Regions from separate parts of the Danio rerio genome. Here regions 2 and 3 are each linked to region 1. The links are chromatin contacts, called in public HiCAR-type maps. All regions are on one chromosome and are shown on one strand. Each heading gives the region's core, a stretch centred on a gene start, on an enhancer-like site or on the middle of the called end of the contact. The rest is flanking DNA. Distances are from core to core; before and after follow the strand shown.

Region 1 (4,383 bases), core at 1,365-3,864:
AAACGGCAACTGACACAGTTGGGACTCCAACCACCAACCTTCTTGCTGCGAGGCGACAGTTCTAACCACTGAGCCACCGTGTCGCTCACAATTTGACTGATTTAATACAAAAAAAATGAAGTTTTCCAAAGCACGTTACACTATATAGACACAACAACAAATGACGTTGTACTGTATTGATCTCTTACTCAATGTAAATGATGAAGTTCTGTGCAGAAACAGCTCAGGTAGCATGAAGAGATCTTTGAATCATCGGCAGCAGAAAGTTTTGGAAAGGTTCAGTGCCAAGACATAAAAGGTCTTTAAAGAGTCTGGACGCTGTTCAGTCTGTAAACGGACGCCAGACTTTTTTTCAACTTAGCACAGTCAGCTTTATTTGACCACCAGGTGGAGACACAGTACACATTTTCCCCAAGCGAGTACAAGCAGCAGTTTCGGCTGTTCCAAATTCTTCCTTTTCTCTTTCTTTTTAAAAGTGTTTTACCCTATATAGGAAAAAAATACGCCTTTCAAATTTTGTTTGACACTTATAATAGTTAATATCAGGATTGAGATTGTGCATACCCTTAATGCGACTTCGAGCGCGCACAATGAGGTGACGGTTTATTGGTTATTTTTTCTCCATCTAAATTATTCTGTTGCACAATTAAATTTGATCGTCTGAATTTAAAACATATATTCCAACTTAGACTAACGTGGACAAATAACGATTACATTGATGTAACAGAACTTTTGGATTTAGTTTTCCTGTGATTTCAAAAGACCAGTCACTAGTTTAAGCGCTTGTTTCTAATCAGACATTCCGCGCGCGCGTGTTTTATCTCTGTCTGATGCTCGGACCCCTGGGTTCCATCAGCGCTCCAGCAGACAGTCAATGCCAATCAGTCTGAAGTGGTTAGCTCTGCAAAAACTCAGTTATATCCGGATGAAATGTTATATTTATTAAAATGTAGTTTTCTGTAAATTTGTTTAAAACTAATTAAAAACTGAGCAAATATTTTAGATCCATTTAGTTTAAAAAAAATGGTTCAGCAGTTTTTCAAAGTGAAGGGGAAAAGCTCAAAGCAAAGGGGGGAAAGAGTTTTACAGCCCAGCGAAGTTCCCGTTTGCTCGTGTCATCCCTCTCAAGCCAGTTATCCTTGGTGAATCCGGGGGTGTCGAGTAAGACTGTAATTAGTCGACCCCTTTCTGTGCAGAGTCCATCGGATTGCCGTGGGAATCCTTTGTGTAATGGCAGACTGGTGCGCGTTTGGTACCGCTCATCTGCCCAGCCAGCGGTGTCGGGAGCGTCCGCACATATTCGGCGCGCACCCCCCATCGCAAGGCGCCCACACACGCACACATAGATGCGCAACTGGCTGCCAAACACAACCCATCCGCTGTGCTTGACACTTTCGGGCAACAGCTGAGCGAGGGGTGCCGTCCAGCACCTGGTTAGTTCACGCGTAAAAGCGATTTCCATGAGAATAAAAGAAAGCGGTGTAAAATGAGGAGACGTTCATAAGTCCAGTATAAAAGCAGGAAGGGGCGAAAAAAATAATGATTAAACATTTTCCAGTCTTATTACAATAACAGCCAAGCAACACAGTCTCATCAGTCCTTGGTAAATACTACAAAAAATTGCATTAAGTTAATCCAGATGTGAGAGAAGTTTCCCATTCATGCAGCTTCATCATCATCGACTTGGGCTTCAGCGCAGAACGCGGCAAATAAGTTTGCCAAACTTTCCTTCTACTTCTCCATCGCTATTTGCAACACATACATATCCTTTCAGAAGACTACTAATCCATTAAGTGGTATTCCAGTATAGAAATGGTCATCCGATTAATATTTTAAGGCACAAAGAACTCTCCAATTCCAGTCAGAAATGTGTTTGCCATTAGATGCCAGCGGAGCGCCTCTCCACGGGCTGAGACACCCCCAGCTGCGCGCCTGCGGCTCCAACTGAGATCCAGCACAACCAGGCTTTAACTTTACGGGATAACGCTGTTCCTTGGATGGGACATAATCCTGCTCGATGCAAAAGTGTCCAGAATAAAAAGAAAAATCTTTTCTTTTTTAGGTAAAAAAACGTACGTGTCCATTGTGAGCATTGATGGGAAAAATACTTGAACATGATTATTTATAAGTAAAAACCTTTTTAACAAGTTATCAAATCGAATGTTTTTATTTATTTATTTATTTATTTGCATGCATGTTTAATTTATCTTTACTGGTCGTTTCAGAGATAGAGAAAACTAATTAATAAAAACCTCAACTGTTAAAAAAAGAAATCAAGAACACATTTAATTAGTCTAATCCTGAGTAAGTGCAATTATGTTCAGAGGTTCAACCGTTTTCGAGGGAACTTTGCATGAACGAAAATACAAAAGAAACTAATTAAACTAATTGAAACATACAATACCTTTTTAATCCCTTTTGGTTGTTCCCTTTGATAAAAAAGAACAGCCAAAATGAATGGCAAAGCTCTTGTAAAATACTCTAATAAGCCCAAGGGTCCTCAGTTGTAAAGCAGTAGTAATCCTTTCCCTTGTGCTGCGCTCCTCCGTCCTGCTCCACGGCCACTCACACAAATGCGCCTCTGCAACAGCAACCTGTAATTGATTCAATGCTACAGTCCATCCTTCCCAGAGAACTAATCATCTGGCTCAAAGTAAATAACTCTCAGGAAACTGCCCCTCCTCTCTCTCCCTCTGCCCCAGGCGTCTTTTCAAAATAAGAGTCCGTGTTTTCACACTGCGGCTCCGAAGAGGAGTCAGATTTCTCCGTGCTCTGCAGTTCTGAAGGAGGTGCATGAAAAGAGGTTGAGCGGGGAAGAAAAGGACCATATGTTTTTGTAAAGTCTAAGAGGGGCCCTTTTGGAATAAAGGGATCTTTTTGCGGGGACAATGAAGTCAAGTGACCCATTAAAAGTGTTTTTATACAGGCTTAGGTAGGAAAGAAATCAAGGAATTGGGAATGCACAATTACATTCGGTAACTAGATTAACCTTGTCATCACGCTCCATTCTTCACGCTCAGCTTTTAGATGATTGTGCTTTTCAGTGCTTCATGCTGCTGCTGCTGCAGTTTTGCGCATTGTTTTGTGGATCTTGATTTAAAATTACTCACACTTGTATTGTGTGGTTTCTGACTTTGGAGTGCACGCAAGATGGCACACTAAATATAGGCTATGTGATGAAATTATGTGATTATGAGATAATAATGGATAGTATGGTTAATAATGCTAATAATTTAGCGTCGAGTACAGTGTGTTTCTGAAATAGCTCATTCAGCAGAAAAAAATTGGGGGTCCATCAAAGGCGCACGCGTATTTACGCAGGGGGCGCTCTAACACAAGAAACACATTTAGTGGTTCTCGTTTTAATCTCTCTCTCTCTCTCTCTCTCTCTCTCTCTCTCTCTCTCTCTAATTTATTACAGCGTAGTTTTGAATAAATAACATCAAAGACATATGCTATATAATTTGTATTCGATATCTGAAAGTTTAGTCAAACTCTTACTAACAACAACATCTTTTTCTGTTTTCTTTCCCTTTGGCTTTTTTTAAGACATGGCAGGCTGCAGATAATGGCTCATTATGAATTAGTACCCTACGCGACGCAGCACACGGTGATTTGCAGCTCTGTGCAGATGAGTGAGCCGGCATGTGGTGAGTGAAGCCCCGGGGCAAGCTTGGCCCCCTCTAGCCCTCGCTGCTCTTCCTGCAGCCTTGCAGCTCACCCTCGCAGAGAAACACACATCTCCAGTTGCTCAGCACAATTATTTCCACATGTTCGTGCCGCCCGGTCGCTCAAAAGAACAGAGTCCCTTGTTCTGGAAACAAAAGACTCTAATCTCTGAGACTAAAACTGAAGCATTCAGAAATAGCGGCGATCGGTGCTTAGTTTGGAATCCGTTAAATGCACTGAAATGAGCAAAAGCAAAAATTTGCTGCCAATAAGCACAATTCCACAGGTATAATTAAACTGCTGTTGTATGTTGTTTTTAGGGTTTCTGCATAACTGTTTCCAAAAGTTATAAGCCAAAAAGATGCTGAGCGAGCTAAAGTATCCAGAAAGGAACTTTTCAATTCACATCTTAAAATGCAATTAATTACTCTAATTAAACTAATTAATTTTAAAAAACTTTAATAGCCCATAATTAAATATGGGCCTTTAGTATTTTTTTTAGTATAAAAGAAATTTCCAGCTTAAACTGTCATAAATTGAACATTTTATTGTTATTATCATTATTATTATTATCATTATCATCATCATCATAATTATTAGCCTATGTAATTGCACACAATCCAATTTTTTTCTCAAGCTTTATATATATATATTAATATATATATATATATATATATATATATATATATATATATATATATATATATATATATA
Region 2 (4,383 bases), core at 608-3,107, 470 kb after region 1:
CTTAAAGTATGCGCCTGTGACCGAAATGTGACCTCCGGTGGACAGTAGCAGACTCTGAAATGAGAAGCAGATTCGGCGTTCCATATGAGGTCATCAGTAATTAGCAAATAACATAAACATTCCAAATGTATACATTTGTTAAGCAGGTTACATTGTAACACCATGTCCGAACAACACGCTACATGACGAGATTTGCAGTGATAAGCAATTTGGCTGTTGCACCAGACAAAACACAACAGAAATTTAAATACAGCCATTCAGAAGCACTGAAAATTGCACTCACTGCAAAACGAAATGGTAAGGTTTATAATCTAATTAATACATATTAATATTAATATTATTGCCGTCTTTCGGATGAGACGTTAAACCGAGGTCCTGACTCTCTGCGGTCATTAAAAAAATCCCATGGCACTTCTCGTGAAAGAGCAGGGGTGTAACCCCGGTGTCCTGGCCAAAGTCCCTCTATCGGCCCTTACGATCATGGCCTCCCAATCATCCCCTTCCACCGAATTGGCTCGATCACTGTCTCTCCACTCCACCTATAGCTGGTGTGTGGTGAGCGCACTGGCGCCATTGTCCTGTGGCTGCCGTCGCATCATCCAAGTGGATGCTGCACACTGGTGGTAGTGTGGAGAGACCCCCCTCATGATTGTGAAGCGCTTTGGGTGTATGGCCATACACAATAAATGCGCTATATAAATACACATTAAATTTACATTTAAACCTTTACCTTTAACATTATTAAATGTACATGCTAAATTACTGATATGTGTTGGCTTGCACTAAGTCACAATTCTTTGACAATTTATAATAAATATATAATTTTAAATTTAAATTTATAAAAGTTAAATAGGTGAACTATCTGCTGCTGCTACTTTCATGCAATAAATGGCATGTAAAATGGCATTCAAACGCTCATTATTAGCATTTAACATGGAATAAAGCACATGAGGTGTAACTGAGGTGATCATTGTCAGTTTATTCTGTTGTTCAGCTGCAAGGATTAGAAGCCTTTTCTAAAGTATATATTTCAGGTGTTGGTTAGAACAAAAACTCATTTTAATATGGAAAATATTCCTTCTATTGCACTTTATTGCTCATATTTAGAACATAGTTTAAATCAGTCTTTAGTTTCAATAGTCAAGCACACTCTTGTTGCTGTTGTCAATCTGGCAACCTGTGCTTGCGTGTTTTAAACCAGGAGTGCAATACCAAGTTCAACCACTGGGTGTCAAACTTACATAATTGGCTGAACTATGAGTGGATATCCTCCGACTGGATGCAATCAAACAATGAAGCTAAACAACTTGAGTCTGTGACTGCTATACACTATGCAATTTATTTGAAATCTGCATTCTCTGACTTTTAGCAGCTAGTTTTGAGTAGGTTGAGTTTAGTACTGTGTGTCAGCCACTTTATTCTGTCCAGTAAAATATGTCATATAGTAGTGCACTGAAACATCCACAATAAAGTGCTCAAAACTATGCAGCAAAACATCAGAGTGCAATTGTTTTTTTTTCTGTTTTTTTTTCTTTTCTCTAGGAACTTATCTGCATTAACTAATTTGCATATTTCCATTAGTGAACCAGGTGGTAAGATACCACAAAACAAACAATTCTACCATTCTCTTTCTTTCTGAGACCAACATCTGTGTCATTTCTCACACTTCTTTCAGTTAAACAAACACCAAGATGTATCTCAAACTGTGAGAACCATTTGTTTGTGTTGAAATCAAGACAGAAAGTATTGAGAAATTGCACAATCGAGCATTTTCTCAGGCTTTCTCACTGTTTCATGGGACCTGTGCTCATGATAAGAAGGGACCGGTTCGCAAGTGAGAGACGATGAGAAGAAAGGAAGGTATAAAAGAGAGGGAGGAAATAGAAGAATGAAGGAAATTGTGACGGAGAGGGGCACATCTGGGCTGCGTATATAGTGCCTTTTCTTGCCTTTTTTTCCTGTGTGTTATAAAAAAAGAGAGAAGTTGGACGAAGCTAGACTGACGCTAATCTCCCGGAGGAAAATGAAATAAAATGGCCAAGTTTTACTACAGTGTGTGTGTGTGTGTGTGTGTGTGTGTGTGTGTGTGTGTGTGTGTGTGTGTGTGTGTGTGTGTGTGTGTGTGTGTGTGTGTGTGTGTGTGTGTGTGTGTGTGTGTGTGTGTGTGTGTGTGTGTTTAACGGTGGGTGTGTTTAACGGTGGGTGTGTTTAACGGTGGGTGTGTGCCCATGACTTATATCTCATGGGGGAGGACTGAAATAAAGTTGCCAGCAATCAGACCACCTGATTCTTGGAGCCACAGTGCCCCCTTTTGGTTCATAAAAACTTCACCACCACATTACCATGCAGCCACTATCCCAAACTGCCCTTGAATGCTGCATTGGTGTTCTCATATACTTTTAAATGTGTATTTTATTACATATGCATGCATATTTGTGGGTGCGTGACCGAGTGGCTCACATTTCCTGCGTCTTTGTTTATAGTTGAAGTTTTCATAGAGTTCTATGGTATGTAAGTGGTTAAGTGTCTGTTTTACTGTTGAATGTTCACAGGCAGCCTATACTGTATGTGACACGTACATCTTATTTCAGCAGCGTTGACTGTACCTGTTTCATCCTGCAGGGGGAGGTTAATAAAAACTTTATAACTTTTAAACTTTTATAACTTTTGTATAACGTTTTTGCCATTTTTAGACGGGAAAAGGTATTTTAAAGTCTAATCTTAGTAAGGGGTCATATGCTTTTTTTGCTAAAATGAGAGTTGTAGTGTGGTACTTTTTTAAACAAATAATGGAGAGATGTGCACAAAGTAACACTTTTTGGTTTTGGCCAAATAATGAACAAAGTAATGGGGTTAGATAAACCATATATATATATATATATATATATATATATATATATATATATATATATATATATATATATATATATATATATATATATATATTTTTTTTTTTTTTTTTTTTTTATATATATATATATATTTCTTTTTTTTACTAACGAAATACAAACCTCTTCTACAAATGAACAATGAATTTATGCTCGCCAGACTCATAGTTTCTGTGCAGTATTGCCAAAATTACCAGGAGTAAAAATGTTACTATTTACCTCACCTGCGAGCCAAGTTGTAACAGTCAGAGGGTTATTTGTAACATGTGCTTAAATAGCAGATTTCACACAATTAATTTAAATGCAGATTACTTTAAATAGTAGCTATATTTCCTCAGTACTTGGCTCAATTTTTTATTCTACATAACACAGCATGTTTGTTTGTTTATTTATTTATTTATTTATTTATTGGATAAACACATTTGGATTTATTTCCATTATTACCCATTTATCCATTAATATACAATGCATTTATGTGCATTATAGCGATAAAAAATTCTATTTAAAAAATATTTTCTATTAAAAAACATTTTGATATAAAAAGTTCTTAACATAATAATCAAAATTCCAAAATGATTTTGTTAGTTTATGGTGTACACTGTGGTTGTTCAATAGAGAAGATTAGCACATATTCAAAAATATGAATGACAAGTTTTTGGTATACTGTGCTCAAGTAATTACTTAAATCGTTTAAGTAAAAAAGTATAATCATTAGCTCATTAAAAAAAAAAATCAACATTACAAATTCTAAGAAAAAAAACCTACGTAAAACAGTAGAACTTGAAGACTCCGTTTTGTTTTCTACACAGACTCATATTTATAATTAACATTTGCTTTCTCTATTGCCCCCCATTTTGCCTGTCAAATAAAAATGATGTGTGTTTTACATACATGTTGAGCAGAGACAGAGGAGTAAATAAGAAATGTAGTCACCGCAGATGGATGGCTGAATGCACACAGAAAAGGAGAGATCTGTAGTTATGAAACAGGGTGAAACAAGACAGGATGTCATAAACATGTCTTTCAGGGTTTGTCTCTGAGGACCACAGTGTGTTCATTGAGAACGTCAACACCCATTTCTTCAACACTCACTCTTACAGTGTGTGTGTGCGTGAGCGTGAGCGTGCACGTGCGGAGATATGCTTGTTGTACACCAGAGCCGTATGTTTGTTTTTCAGAGCCGTAATGGGAATGCCAGGTGTCATTTAGCCCAAAGGGAGAAAGAGCATTTCCCCCAAAACACACACACAGATTCATGCGGTGAATGCAGACACACTGCGGATACCTCTTCATCTCTGATACTTAATCACTTCACAGCGGGATGCACAGGAAACCTTGCTTAAGACTCAAGTTTCTCCCATGCTTAAGAAAATATGAGTATTCATTCAGAATATTTCTTCATTTCTGTCACCCGATTTGAGTTTAGGTTCTATTGTTGCCTTTGGCTTGCGTAGTTGTGGCTTAAAATATGCCTAATATGCAGAAATTCGATTGA
Region 3 (4,383 bases), core at 1,194-3,693, 320 kb after region 1:
GAATGACACAAATCCACCATTTGCAGTCATTCACGAGAGTGGGAAGAGCTTAATGGTGGACATTTTGGACATCACCATTGATAACATATTTTCAAATAAATTCCACTGTTAAAAACATTTAATTAATATAGATTTAGGTTTAACAAATACATACTATATACAATGGATAGCCCACGACAGGCCAATCTTTAAAGGCAAATATTGTAGGAAATCACTTTCAAAATATTTTTACTTCCAGAACTTGATTGATGCATTCTCTAACTACAGAAATTAGATACTTATAGTGTTAATGTATCATGTTACAAAGGCACTGTTTAGAAGATACATAGTAACCACTGATATATTTTATGTTGTAGGGCTGTAATAAAGACCCATTGCTTCTCATTACAAGCTGGGTAAGTTATCTTTTAGCTGTTTTGGTAACAACTTAACTCTCTAATCAAACTATTTTGTAAAGTTTCAAATAATTTTATTTACAAAAGAAACACAACTAAAATGTACTTGCTTAACTACATTGTTAACGGATTTAATGTAAAAAAGTGTATTTCGAATAGATAATAGTTCCTTTATTTGCCTAAAATGCTTTGAATTTAACAATGAATCGATTTTAAAACCTGATATATTAAAACGTCTTCAGTTGTATTGATTGCCCCCCCCCCCCATATGCCCTCTGTAGTAACATTGAGTAACATTTAACAAACAAATAACACGTTAACAAAAATAATACACACGTCTGAAACGAGCTGTCTAAATCAGCTGTACTAATGTAGCAGCCCTCTCTTAACATATGTTGTGTTATGTTAGGTGTGTGCAAATGTATCAATGCCATATGCTGCCACTAAGGGGGTGATTTGAAAGTAAATGTTATGAAACGCGTGCAGCTGAATAAATAACGGTCTCTGCTGTCAACATAGGGTCAGGTCACAAATGCTTTTAATTTGGTAGATGCTGGTCAAGTGATTATTGATCTCACCACGAGGGCGTTTTATTCTCGTTGCTGAATCAATTCACACAAGTTTTCAAAGTTTAATCATCAATGTGTTTATTTCTCACCTCCATAAAGCCAGTCCGTCTCCTCATCAGCGCTCTCATCAGCTGTTTTCTCTACCTCTTTCGTAGACATGATCACCTCCGGGAATTTGAACTTTGTTTTTAGACCAGAGGCTAAGTTTAACTCAGTGATTCAGCGAGTTCGACAAGTTAAGTTTATGTGGTGTGGTGAAAGTTTTAGGGTTTACCGTCACAGCTGTCACAGTGACACGCCGCGTGCTGCTCTAGCAGGTGCGCGTTACCAGAGAGACACATCGCACTGCACGTGCACGTGTGCTCTGCGGGGCGCGCAGGAAGTTCCAACATCAACACAAATTAAAGGCTACAAAATTATATTCCAATAAAAAGCCCCTTCTGTGAAAGCTACATTGAAACTTCCCCCCTCTTTTGGTCTTGCCAATTTATCCTGCCGAGAATTTCTGGAAGCCTTAAAGGAATTAATAAATGCTTGTTTGTTTGTTTATTTATTCAATTATTTGTCTATATCTTTAATTTTAGATCTTGACTTTTATTTTTATTTTTTTTACAATAGATAATATTTCGTTTCATTCTCTCAAGGAGCATAAGCTGAGCACAGAGTGTGGACAGAGCTCTTTATTTATTTATTTATTTATTTATTCATTCATTCATTCATTCATTCATTCATTCGTTTGTTTATTTATTTATTTATTTATTTATTTATTTATTTATTCATTTATTTATTAACGTTTACATTTTAAAATACATGTATTTGTTTATTTATTTAGATTTGAATGAACATTTATTCACCCATATTATGTTTACTCAACACATATTTTGTTTAAATTTAAAACATTTTTTTAAATTAATTTTAGGTCACTGATAAATCTCAATTATTTCTATGTTTGCAACATTTCGAAAATGAACATATCTGAATTCAGGTAGGCATAAAAAGTCAGTTATGTTAAATCAAATAGCCTACTTAGATGAAGAATTATATTATTGGGATATTAATAAAACGGAATATAAAATTTTTATTCATAAATAAATAAATAAATTAATTAATTAATATATATATATATATATATATATATATATATATATATATATATATATATATATATATATATATATATATATATATATATATATATATATATATATATATATATATTCATATATAAAATATATACACATCTGTCTGTTTTGTTTTTAATTATATAAAAACTATATATTTTGTATGTTCTAAAATAACGTAGATATATTTAAAAATATATAGATATATAATCATAGAGTAATCGATTTTTAAAAATTGCTACGTATGCAATAAGTATACCTACATGTTTAATATACAACATTGTAAGTCTCAAAAATGAAAACAAATAAACAGCTGATACAATGACGCAATATTATCGCGACGCCTCTGCGCCACGTCACCTTCGAGAGACTCACATGGGTTTGTTTTGAGTGGTGTCTGTTTGACAGTTGCTCTGTTTTATCGCTTCTTCAGATTTAAAAACGCCGACATTAGCGGAAATATGTTGCCCGCAGATGGTCTCGTGTGTTTCCCCGGTCAGACGTGGGAGAAGGTGCTGTCAAAGGTAAAAAAGGCTGTTGTTTTCATGGATGACCGGTGCTCGGAGAGTCTCCACTGGAACGGAGGAGCTGCGCTACTATTCGAGGCTGGAGCTCGAAACATCAAGCAGTTCTCGAGCTTTGAAGCGGGTGCACAGAATGAACCCAAAGCTGTGTTTGTGGTCAGCACTGTGTTAAAAGGTAGAACCGCAGACATTATAAAGGACATCATTTCCCTCAGCCACTTCCAGTACTGTGTGGTTTTCACGACTGTTCCTCACTCCATTCACCTGCTTGCTAATAATGTGAACGCTGATCTGGAGGGGAACCCGGTGTTTGAGCAGTTCGAGGAGAAACTATGTGAATGGATGGGTGATATGAACTACACTGCTGAGGTCATGCACGCTCCCGTGGTCTTCGCCCCTTTGACAGAACACCTCCATCTTTTACCTGCTTTCTCTAATCTCTTTCCTTTATTGGACGTTGATCTTGAGTCCATCAATGAGAAGAGGCCGGAGAAGAAGAGATTTGGGAGTCTGATGGACATGGATGTGCATTCTCTGCCACCTGAGCTGCAGATTCAGATTAAAACTCTTGCATTGACCCTCAATGGCCTGTTTGAGTTCATCAGTACCCGTGAGGAGAGCTTTTCGGTGGGTCCGATGAGCCGTCTGATCGCAACCGAGCTGGCCAATCTTCCACAAGCCAAAAACAGGAGGAAGACGGCCCCTAATAAAGCATCAGTAGTGTTTGTGGACAGAACTCTTGATCTTACAGGTGCAGTCCAATCTGTCTGAATATTAAGTCATTAGTAGTTAAAGAGATAGTTCACCCATACACTCGTCATCATTTACTCATCCTTCACTTGTTCCATACATTTAAGAGTTTCTTTCTTTGGTTGAACACACAAAAATATATTTTAAAGAATGCTGAAAACTTGTAACCATTGACTTCCATCGCATGCACTTGTCCTTTTATAGAAGTCAATAGTTACAGGTTTTCAGCCTTCTTTAAAATATATTTTTGTGTGATCAACAGAAGAAAGACATTTAGAAAGTTTTGGAAACACCCAAGGAAGTGTAAATAGCGAATTAATAAAACTTTCACAAGGCACAGATAAAAAAGACAAAAGATCATGCTTATAGGCACATGTGCAGATATACATGTATGCATTCATTCATTCATTCATTCATTCATTTTCTTTTCGGCTTAGTCCTTTTATTAACCTGCGGTCGCCACAGTGGAATGAACCGGCAACTTATCCAGCATATACTTTGTGCAGCAGATGCCCTTCCTGCTGCAACCCATCACTGGGAAACATCCATACACCCTCATTCACACTCATACACTACGGTCAATTTTTGGCTTACCCAATACACCTATACCAAATGCGTGAGACGATCGTGCTACCCACTGCGCCACCGCGTCACCCCAAATATATATATATTATTACCTATTTAGTAAAATACATTTTTATGAAAGCAAAACAGTAAAATCTTTAAGCTGTTTCAAGCACTTTAATTTTTCAAAATCGAAGCACTTTTCAAACCTTGAAAACACTACACCAAAATTCAAGCATTTTTAGTGATTCCAGGCAACTGTACGAACCCTGTCTTTAGTATTTTGCAGCTACTTATATATATTTTCAGCATTAATCTACAAATTTTGTGATGATTTATTGTCAAATCGTATAGCATTATTTGTTTCAACTTCTGTGTTTTGCTAAGAAAATACTGAGAAATAATAATAAAAATAACAGGTAAAATTTTTATATATATATTTTTTTTTTATCTCAAGAAC

What was found. HiCAR-type assays count read pairs that join an accessible place to other places.
Region 2: a contact with region 1 is called in a HiCAR-type map of caudal fin, with 15 times the contacts expected there. The contact joins the enhancer-like site here to the promoter of pdgfra in region 1. A contact is called at or near these places in 7 of 18 Hi-C or Micro-C datasets (caudal fin, embryo, fibroblasts and 2 more) and 2 of 4 datasets of contacts at active chromatin or transcription factors (caudal fin and embryo).
Region 3: a HiCAR-type map of caudal fin shows a contact between it and region 1, with 7 times the contacts expected there. The contact joins the promoter of scfd2 here to the promoter of pdgfra in region 1. A contact is called at or near these places in 2 of 4 datasets of contacts at active chromatin or transcription factors (caudal fin and embryo).

Annotation. Positions count from the first base shown.
Region 1 is chr20:25,023,580-25,027,962 of GRCz12tu, forward strand. It overlaps pdgfra (platelet-derived growth factor receptor, alpha polypeptide), which reads right to left and starts at 2,615. Exons shown (of 29, transcript NM_131459.3): 1 at 2,405-2,615. It overlaps LOC141379564 (a long non-coding RNA gene), which reads left to right and starts at 2,775. Exons shown (of 3, transcript XR_012396420.1): 1 at 2,775-2,975; 2 at 3,550-3,650.
Region 2 is chr20:25,492,429-25,496,811 of GRCz12tu, forward strand. All of the region lies in intron 5 of scfd2 (sec1 family domain containing 2), which reads left to right. Among named protein-coding and RNA genes, the nearest start is that of rasl11b, 130 kb to the right of the region's middle. Within about 2 kb of position 1,858, at least 12 of the 62 cell types and tissues checked have an H3K27ac peak or open chromatin away from gene starts, as enhancers often do. A contact at or near this core is called in caudal fin, where this site is marked.
Region 3 is chr20:25,347,871-25,352,253 of GRCz12tu, forward strand. scfd2 (sec1 family domain containing 2) reads left to right here and starts at 2,444. Exons shown (of 7, transcript NM_001013564.2): 1 at 2,444-3,360. The coding sequence starts at 2,547. It overlaps fip1l1a (FIP1 like 1a (S. cerevisiae)), which reads right to left and starts at 1,339. Exons shown (of 15, transcript XM_073934092.1): 1 at 1,054-1,339.